Regions from separate parts of the Cricetulus griseus genome. Here region 2 is linked to region 1. A link is a contact called in public Hi-C data. All regions are on one chromosome and are shown on one strand. Each heading gives the region's core, a stretch centred on a gene start, on an enhancer-like site or on the middle of the called end of the contact. The rest is flanking DNA. Distances are from core to core; before and after follow the strand shown. Region 1 overlaps Kiaa1755. Region 2 holds the start of Tgm2 (protein-glutamine gamma-glutamyltransferase 2).

The links. Hi-C and Micro-C count contacts between places; a contact is called where the count stands out from the background.
Region 2: a contact with region 1 is called in a Hi-C map of the CHO-K1 cell line, with 2.0 times the contacts expected there. The contact joins the promoter of Tgm2 here to the enhancer-like site in region 1. A contact is called at or near these places in 2 of 8 Hi-C or Micro-C datasets (the CHO-K1 cell line and fibroblasts).

What each region holds. Positions count from the first base shown.
Region 1 is chr6:21,363,827-21,368,499 of CriGri-PICRH-1.0, reverse strand. It overlaps Kiaa1755, which reads right to left. Exons shown (of 14, transcript XM_035447026.1): 11 at 2,827-2,965; 12 at 387-509. Among named protein-coding and RNA genes, the nearest start is that of Kiaa1755, 25 kb to the right of the region's middle. Within about 2 kb of position 2,074, at least 1 of the 6 cell types and tissues checked has open chromatin away from gene starts, as enhancers often do. A contact at or near this core is called in the CHO-K1 cell line, where this site is marked.
Region 2 is chr6:21,424,351-21,429,526 of CriGri-PICRH-1.0, reverse strand. It overlaps Tgm2 (protein-glutamine gamma-glutamyltransferase 2), which reads right to left and starts at 3,835. Exons shown (of 13, transcript XM_027421252.2): 1 at 3,679-3,835; 2 at 2,611-2,790. The coding sequence starts at 3,688.

The DNA.
Region 1 (4,673 bases), core at 825-3,324:
AGCCTGAGTCAGAGGCTTTGATCCCCCGAGTCCTCTCTGCTGTGTCCAGGCCAGTCCCGTCCTCCACTACCTTGGAGTTCCCTTAGGGCTGTGTCAGGCCAAAGCCTCCTGTGTCTGTCACAAATGTGGCATCTCTGACTGTCTCTCCAAGCTGACCCAGCAGGCCAAGGTCTGGGCCCTGAAACCTGCATTTTAAGAAACCCTCGAGGGTTCTGACATCTTTGTACTTGGTCTTGGAGGACTTCCTGGAGGAGGCAGCACCTAAGATGATACTTCTGTGATCCAGGCTGTCCCCTCGATGCCCATGGATGCTCCCTTGCACTTTCCCACCCCTGCATCTGGGACCTAGCAGACCCCTTTTTGGCATCTTGGGCCCTGGAACATACCGCAACCTGAAGGAAGAAATCCTCAAACTCGGCATGGACTTTCTCAACTTTCTCTGCACATAGATCGACAGGGGCAAGATCCTGGAGATACTGGCTTCCTTCTCGCTCCATCCAGTCATTGACCTGGGCAGAAGATAGTGGTTCAGTTGTGATGGATGACCAAGGAGCCATCCCAGGCCAAATGTCCACTTCCTGGTGTGTGTCTACACTCATGGGCTTGTTCATACACGTGTATATGTATGTATGTATGCATGTATGCATGTATGTATGTATGCATGTGTGTATGTGTGCATGTGGGTGTATGTGAATGCACTTGTGTGTGGGGACCAGAGGCCAACTTGAGTATTGCTCTGTAGGAGCTGCCCACCTTATTTATGTATTTATGTATTTATGTATTTATTATTGATACAGGGTCTCTTACTGGGATCTGGGGCCCCCTGACTCTTACCTCTTCAGCACTGTGATTACAAGTGTACACCACTACACCAGTGTTTTATGTAGGTTTTGTAGATCAGACTCAGGTCCATGTACTTGTGTGGTATAAACACTTCACTGATGGAGTCATCTCCCTAACCCCTCAACTTCTTGAGGGGCCAAAGCCCCTCAGTCTCAGGCTTGAATGGATGGAAACCCTCTTCATGCTGGGCAGGAGAATGGGGGGCGGGGAGGCAAGCATGTGGCTGCATTCTGCAAACATCAGAGGGCAATGGCCTCCCTCAGCTTAACCCTGAGGGGATATGGTACTGTGTGTGCCCTGCACCTAGGAGAGAGACCCTCTGTGTGTATGGTCGTGGGTTGAAGCCACGGTGGCATGAGGTCACAGGAACGCAAGACTTATGTCAGTCTGGCCACTGACTGTCACCTGGTCATGAAAAGGCTGGTCTCTGGGCACGAGCTCCCTGTCTCAGGGCATGTAACTGGGGCTGGAGGAAGGACTTCCAGTGGTAGAGGGTCTGCTAAGAACTCACGGTGGGCAGGGCATTGGTGGTGCACACCTTTAATCCCAGCGTTTGGGAGACAGAGGCAGGTAGATCTCTTATGAGTTTGGGGCCAGCCTGGTCTACAAAGCGAGTTCCAGGGGACAGGCTCCAAAGCAATACAGGGAAACCCTGTCTTGAAAAACATTAAAAAAAAAAAAAAGAAGAACTCACTGTGTTGTTATGGGTAGTAATGGATAGGCATGATGTGGCCCTGTAGTGCAATGGATAGTGGATAGGCGTGAGCAGCCAGTGAGAGACAGATGGTGAAAAGTGCTGCTGACCCTGTGGTCTTCCGAACATAATTGTCCCCCATAATCTCATAGGGAGTGGCACTATTAGGAGGTGTGGTCTTGTTGGAGTGGGTATGGCCTTGTTGGAAGGAGTGTGTCACTGTGGGGGTGGGCTTTGAGGTTTCCTATGCTCAGGATACCACCCAGTGTCTCAGTTGACTTCCTGTTGCCTGCAAGATGTAGCGCTCTGAGCTCCAGCATCACGTTTGCCTGCACGCCACCACGCTCCACACCATGATAATGGACTGAACTTCTGAAACTATAATCCAGCCACCCAATTAAATGTCTTATTTATAAGATTTGCTGTAGTCATGGTGTCTCTTTACAGCAATAAAAACCCTGAGTCAGAGCCTGTGATGGTTACTGCTAATTCTGAACACCACAGAATGCAAGATCCCCTAGGAGACTAGCCTCTGGGGTTTATCTTGGTTTTATTAATTGCAGTGGGAGACCTGCCCACTGTGGGTGTCGCCATTCCCTGGCTGGGATCATAGTCCTGATTGTGGATGAGTCACGATCCTGCCACCTGGACCCCCCACCATGATGGACCATACTCTTGAACTGTAAACAAGAATAAACTTCCTCCGTTTGCTTTTGTCAGAGAATTTTTATCACAGCAACAGGCAAAGAAAATAAGGCATTCTTGCTCTGGGTGTGCCAACAAAGATACTTTGTCTTCAAAAAGCTCCAGGCTAGAAATGAGGGCGCAGAGGCTTGAGCAGTCAGGTGACCCCAAGGGTCAAGACTATGTGCTCAGCAGGGATGACCCAGCCCAGGGCAGACAGGGATGGGCTGACTTGAAGTGCTAAAGCCAGGTGAAGGGTACCAATAGCTCCAGTCTCAGACTGCAGAGCAACCACAGTGGGCAGCATCCGCCTGGCCTCGGTTTCCCCATGTGTGGTGGGGAATCCCAAAAGTGCCTATGCCACTGGTAAGAGACCATGCTGGAAGACAAGAATATTCACAAATACTCTAGTCCAGGGCACATACAGCCAATAAGTGCATTCAGTAAGTGCAGCCCTTATGTTCGTAATTAAATCCTTGAAGCACTGATTGGATGGTATGTTTTCTGCCTTGGCCCCAACACCAAGGGCTGCCAGCCTGGTGTTTTAGCTCCAGAACAAAGTGACCCCTGTGAAGCACCGTGTCTCCCAGTAGCCTCCCCTTTACCTGCTGGATGGCAGCTTCCAGGTGGCCCAGGCGGACACGGAGCTCCAGCCTTCGGAGGAGGTGATTGGACGCAGTGACCAGGACATGAAGCTGGTCGTCCACAAGGTTGTACAGGGCTGCGGCTTCAGTCAGATGGCTCCTGGAAGGGAGCAGGGGAAGGGGAGGATGAAAAGGCACCTTCCCAGTACTCTCAGCAGGCATGGGCCTAACCTCCTAATCTGTGGCTCCAGCTGGACTGCCAGCCACTGACCTGCTGTGTGACCTGAAGCAGATCCCTAGACCACTCTGGGCCTCAGCCACCAACCCTCAGACGTAGCAGGAACTTGGCAGAGTATGAAGCCAGCTGTGTAGATCTGAGTCTGAACCCCAGTCCTGCTACCTGCTAGTGTGTGGGTCCTTGTGCAACACCACCACTTTGGGGTCTCTGGTTTCCTGTCTGTAAAGTGGGAATAGTAACAGAACCCACTTCCCAGAGTGGCTGTGAGCAGTTAAGTGGTTGGTACAGGGGCTTCCAGAAGCACAGCACCCACATTCCATCCCAGGCCTCTGCATAAGACCCCGGCAGTGAAACTTTCTAGTGCCAGGCAGTAGTGGCTGGCTGGCACTCATACATTTGCAATACCCTATCTTCCCAGCCTCCATTCTGCAGCACATAGGGGCTGGAGAGTTTGGCAACTGTAACCCATGACGGTCTATTGTCTCTGATAAAGTCTCAGTGTCCCAAGCTGGCTTCAAACTCCTATGTGACCAAGGATGACCTTGAACCTGGGGCCCACCTGTCCTGCCAGGCATTTTTAAAGTGACCAAAGTCTGGGGATCTAAAGCAGGTTTGTGATGGAATTTCTCTCATGGACATGCTCGGTGAAGGAAGAAACTGGAGTCTCCCCACAACTGCCCTGGGGAGCCTGTTTTCAGACAAACATGATGGAAGGAAAGGCTGCCTTTCCAAGGGACACCCGTCACGGGTCCTACATCAGAAGAAAGCCCAAGACTCCTGAAGATGGGGCGAGTCCCGAGGGTTGCTGCGACCTGACAGGCATTAAATAGGGAAGGACTGTGGTGAGCGTAGGCCCACAGCGCCCCCTGGTGGAGCACCAGCTCAAGGTCTGGAGGGACCTCAGGTAGACAGGAGGCGGTAAGCAAAGCAGGTGAGGCAGGAGCATAGTGGGTTAACAGCAGGGGCGGGAGGTGGCTCACACTAGACACCAGGGCCCTCCGTTATTTCGGTGTATCGGCTCCACCTGCATGAACCTGCCCCCAGCGTCTAGGGGTGCACCTCAGGGTGATGTGTTCTGCCAGCTTCTACCTACTTCCTGGCCCCACCACATTCCAGATGTGTGACCCTAGGATACTCAGTTAACCTTCTTAAGTCTGGGGTTCCTCTACAGTAACAAAAATGAGAATTAAATGACAATTAAATTAATTGTTCTTTAGAACAATGCACACACATATCACATGTTGGTTCAGTGCATAAATTGTTCTTAAGTGTATACATAAACTTTGCATTTGGCTCTTGAATATGCATGCCTGTGTCTTACTAGAGTAAATATTTCTAATTACTGACCAATGCAATGACATGCTCAGTATCTCTTCTTTGGGCTCGGAAGCATATCAGATTTTGGAATATATATATATGTATATATATGTATATATATACATATATATACATATATATGGGCAAATATATATATATATATATATATATATATGGGCAATGGAGCATTTCAGATACATCTTTACACACAGGCTGAAAGTAATTTTGTAAATCATTTCAATAATTCTGTATATGTAGCAAAGTTTCTCTGGTTGTAATTTCCTCACTTGTGCCAGACTACTTGAGAGTTTAG
Region 2 (5,176 bases), core at 2,586-5,085, 59 kb before region 1:
CACACACACACACACACACACACACACACACACACACACACACACACACACCTTTCTTCCAACAGGGCTTGCTGGAGGACAGGTAAGGACACACTGTCCCCTGGTCCCACCACTGCTTTGTCATTGCAAAGTTCCTGGCTGTGATTCTACAAGGTAATCTTGGTGAGGTCAAAGGTTCCATGATGAGCACTTTAGATCCATGTAACTCTAGAGAACCAAGGGGTCTTGGCACTTTCCAGAGCATGATGACAGGCTAGGCTGGAGCAAGTGAGGCTTCTAGGGCAACACCTTCAATTAGCCTCACAACTGCTCCCTTCACCCCCTTGGGCTGGCCTCATCTCATGCCTCCACCCTCCAGAAGGGGAATGCTTCATCCTTTAACAAGGGTTGTTTGTTCACTGTGACCCAAGAGTGCTGCAGAGCCCACCAGACCCAAACTGCTTAGGGAAAAATAAACAGCTGGGGTGGGGCCCCAAATTCCTTCACTGAGTGGCCTCAGTTTCTCTGAAGTGCTAGGACCAGCTGAGCATAAATTACAGACTTCTAATGGAGAAGGAGGTCCCCAGCCAGGCTTGAGCTGGGCACTGACTCAAGCCTGGCCTGGAGGTAGGAGCCTGGCTTCCTAGTATTGTCCCTCAGGCTTCCCAGGCCCCTGGGAGGGTCTTGGATAGTGGACAAAGAAGCCATGACTGCCTACAGATGGAAGTGACCCACGGGGACTGGAGAACAGAGATTAGCTGCAGGGTTCAGGAGGTCAGCGTACCTCCCAGCACTGAATTCAGGATGCTAAGCACCTCTGCTACACTCCGCACACCGTGGAGATGGAGAAGGAAGAGTTTGTGTCTGGAAGGAGACAGAAAATGGGCGCTCACAGGCTGCTCAAGCTGACAGCTCAGGTGGACACTGGGTTAAGTGACAGAGAGCCTCAACTCACAGCTGGGTCAGGGACTGAAGCCTGCAATGCTTCTAACCATCTCGTGACCCACTGAGTGAGTTACTAGATCATCTAGCCTTACCTCAAGCTCCCTGTCTGTAAAATGGGAGCCCATTATGCTTCCACACTGGGGGCATTGGAGTGGGCACGTGCACGGTCCCACTCTGTGTGTCACCTTCCCAAGCATGATCCAGCCCTGCACAACTGCATGCTGCCAACCTTCTACCCCGCAGGGGCTGGAAGGCCAGATACTGGCTAGGACCCTTCAGTGGCTAGAAAGAGCCCTACAGGTTCTGGAGTGGGGTGACCTGGGCAATGGTTTCATCTGTGGATGAGGAGGGAGGTGGAAGGGATGGAGGGGATATCCTGGCAGCCTGCAAACCCCGAGATAAGCTTATCAAACGGCCCTTAGATAGAAAGACTTCAGCTGGGCTGGGTCGGCAGCTCCTGCCTGCCACTCTTTCTACCACCAACACCGGAGAAAGCTGGCCTTTAACACCCTTGGGCCAGAATCCCAGTCAGGTGACCCCTTGCTGACCCTAAGGGAGAGGTTCCTACCAGAAGCCAGACAACTGATTTGACACTCAAGGCCAGCTTCCTAGGAACAGTCAGCCAGAGAGATTGGGAACAGGATGGACAGGGTCCAACTCTCTTTGCCCATCCCAGGAGCCCCTGGAATGAGACAGCAGGCCATCTTACTTAACCCTCCAGTGTGAATTGCTGTTGAAACTTAGGCTCAGAGAAGCCAAGTGTCTTAATGTCACACAGTAGGTCAGCAGTCCACCCTACCTTTGATAGGACTCTTTCCCCACTACCCAGAACTGGTTTAAACCAGATCCCAGAGGCCTCGTGGGTTCTAGGAAACCCTGGTGAGAAAAGACAGAAAGTTGTTTGCTATGGGAAACATTATGCTGGATCACGCTGTGGAATAATCCTTTTGTTCACTGTGAAGGTGTGTTGCTCTCATTGTTAATAAAAAGTTGGTTGGCCAACAGTTAGGTAGCTTTTTCGGGGCAGAGAGAATGCTGGGAAGAAGGAGGCCAGAGTTGGAGGGATCAAAAGCCAGACTCGGAAGAAGCAACAGGGGGAAGTTCATAGATGAGGTAGACGAGCCTCGGGTGGCACACAGATGAATAGAAATGGGTTCGTTTAAGTTGTAAGAGCTGGCTGGAGACAAGCCTAAGCTATCAGTCAAGCATTTATAATTAGTAATAAGTCTCTGTGTGAAGCCGGGTGGTGGTGGCACACGCTTTTAATCCCAGCACTCTGGGGCAGAGGCAGAGGCAGACGCATCTCTGTGAGTTCAAGACCAGTCTGGTCTACAAGAGCTAGTTCCTGGACAGCTTCCAAAGCCACAGAGAAACCCTGTCTCGAGAAAAAAAAAAGTCTCTGTGTGGATATTAGGGAACTGGCTAGCAGGAAAGAAAAGTTACCTACAAAATTGTGATGAACCTTTAAGGCAGAAAGCTGTGGAAAGTGGCAACCCAGTATAAAGGCTTGGGTGACCTGTGGTGGCCACTCCACTCTCCATTCTGGGCCTCGTTTTCTGATCTGTAAAATGGGGCTAATGACAACTGAGATTCTCACAGGATGGGAGAGACTGTGAAAAGAGGTGGGAATTCATCTGTCCTGTGGCCTATCAAAAGCAGGACACAAAGGAGATCAAAGGTACCCACCTGTCACAGCACCAAATGTAAGGCTGTCCACACTGGCCTCATAGCCTCGGCCCACAAAGTAGAGCGTCAGCCGGAATCGCTGGCCACGACGAAGCACCAGCTTTTCATGGCATAGGTCGGCCGTGTGGTGGTCACGGCCATTGGCTTGTATCTCCAAGTCACACCTCTCCAGGAGCAGCTCTACAGAGAAAGAAACAGGGGACAGGCATGAGCCACTGTGGCATCTCTCAGAGAGCTGTGGTCTTCAGTGATACAATCCCACTCCCTGCATATGGGGGCTCTGTACCCCTGGGACCTTCCCTAGACTCTGGTGACACTCTTTTACCTCTATAAGGCACAGCCCTGACCTTTTCAAGCCCACAGTTTCCCATGGTCACAGGAGTCTGACAAGGCTAAATATCTCCAGTGCTTTCAATCACAAGGTCCTGCTTGCAACAGAAGGGGCCTCTGTGACATATCATAGCCTGTTGGGGTTTCAGAGAAAGGAGTGTCCAAGGCCGCATAGTAGGGCTAGTCCTTTCCACGCTTCTCGCCCTCGTGGGAGCACCAAGGCTGGCACTACTGCCCCCAACTTACAACAGGAAACACTGAGCTTCAACAGGTGGCCAAGGTCTGGGCTTAGAGAACATGAAGGCTCAAAGGGACTTGAGAGAACAGTGCCTGGCTTCCGAGGTGCCCCACTAAATGCTGGAATGTTCCTTCAACTTGAGACCACAGAATCAGCCAGGAAGGCTGCACCCCTCACCAGGCACCAAGGAGAACCAAGGACCCCATGCCTGCCAGCATCTCTGTACCTGACACATGGTAGGGACACAGTTCTAACTAGGTAGTCAAGGAAAGGTGACAGTACCTTACCCTTCCAGGGACACCTTCTGGTAGCATTTTCACCTCATTCAGGGGCAGGGCTAACAGCTGTGCCCCAGGATTGCGGGAAGGAAGGTAGGAAGGTCGTTGACAACTTAGAGCAAGCGAGGGCCCTCCCATTGGCCCACATGTTGTTCTCCTCTGGGGACTTGGAGACAGTCCAGTCTGCTCCCGACCTCACCACCCTGCTGCCCAGGCACTCACCCTCGGCCATGACCAGATTAGCGGCGACAGCTCAGACGCGGTGGGACACTCGGGGCGCGGACCACCAGCGCGGTGCTGCGGGCCAGCTGCCCGGCGCGAACTTATAGCCCATGGCCGGGCGGGCCCCAGCGGGGCGGGGCGGACACTCGGGGCAGTCACTTCGGAGACCAAGACGGCCAAGGGCACCCCCTGCCGGACACAGAGCGATCTTGGAACAGAACCCTGAACGGCGATATACACCCAAACCAGACCAGGGCCACTGAACACGCAATACACAGAAATGATTCACAGGCTAGATCAGTGGCCCAAAACACGCACCCCTTCACACACATATATGCTCATACCACACACCACACATACCACACACACAGATACACACATACTTACACACCACATGCATTTGCAAACGTGCATACACAACACATACACTTACACACACCACACACACATGCACATGGGGCAGGCACACACAACCAGACAGACAGACAGACATAGAGATCCATGCAGAATCCCACAAAATCCACTCACAATTTTGGAGACACAGTGATTAGATCACCCAGGATGCAGACACACCTAGACATGAGGCTGGGTTCCAACTAAGCCACATACAGCCCTCAAGTGAATCGGTATCTGGAGGTGGGAGCTTATAGACTCTTGGCAGACAGGGGCACAGGTACTGACTGGCTCGTGGACACCCACAGACACCCATACCCTTCCTGTCCCACCCAGTCACTCATTCCGTTAATCCCCCACCCACCCATTGCTCCCTCACCCACTCACCTATCCCCTTCTTTCCTCCTTCCCTGTGCTCCCCATGTTTGTAGCTAGCCCACTGTGAACTAAAGCAGGAAGAACCCCTTTCCAGGGACGGTACCTCTGCCCCTTACCATGGGCCAACTCCCATCCTAGCTCATCTGGTGACAGCCTGTTACAATCCTTTACCACTCCAAAGTCTGAGTGGGGAGGGGCTTCCTGAAGAGTCCTGTGGGTTCCCTCCAGCCCTTTTTCTGGAACACTTTACATGACTGGCCACTTTGGTCTGAGAGGACACCCTGGAGCTCTGTTTGAATGTCACTCTGGCAGCCAGAACTAACCCACACAGTTTTTGGGGGCTCTGGGTCACTCTGCTTTATGGTTGTTGTTATAGAATTGCTCCCTGTGGCTGGTGAAGGATCAGAGGGAAGAGTTGGTGAGTGACTGACAGCTAAGAGGCTAACCCTGAGTGCCCATTCTGGCCCTGACCGCTAGGAATTCAAGAAGGCATCTCACCTCTGGGGGCTTCCATTCTGTCTTGTGAAGAACAAGGGCAAGAATTCATTCCACACAAGTGGAATGGGGCTTAGCCAAAATGGCCAATACCTAAGGACTCTTAAGCCCAGGTTAGCCTAAGGGCCTGGTGTCCCCAGGGTGTCAGAAAGGCAGAGATGCCTCTGCTGACCTTTCTCATTCCAGGAGGGTACATTCTTCCCACCTTTGTCCCCACCCTAAGTACCTCAGA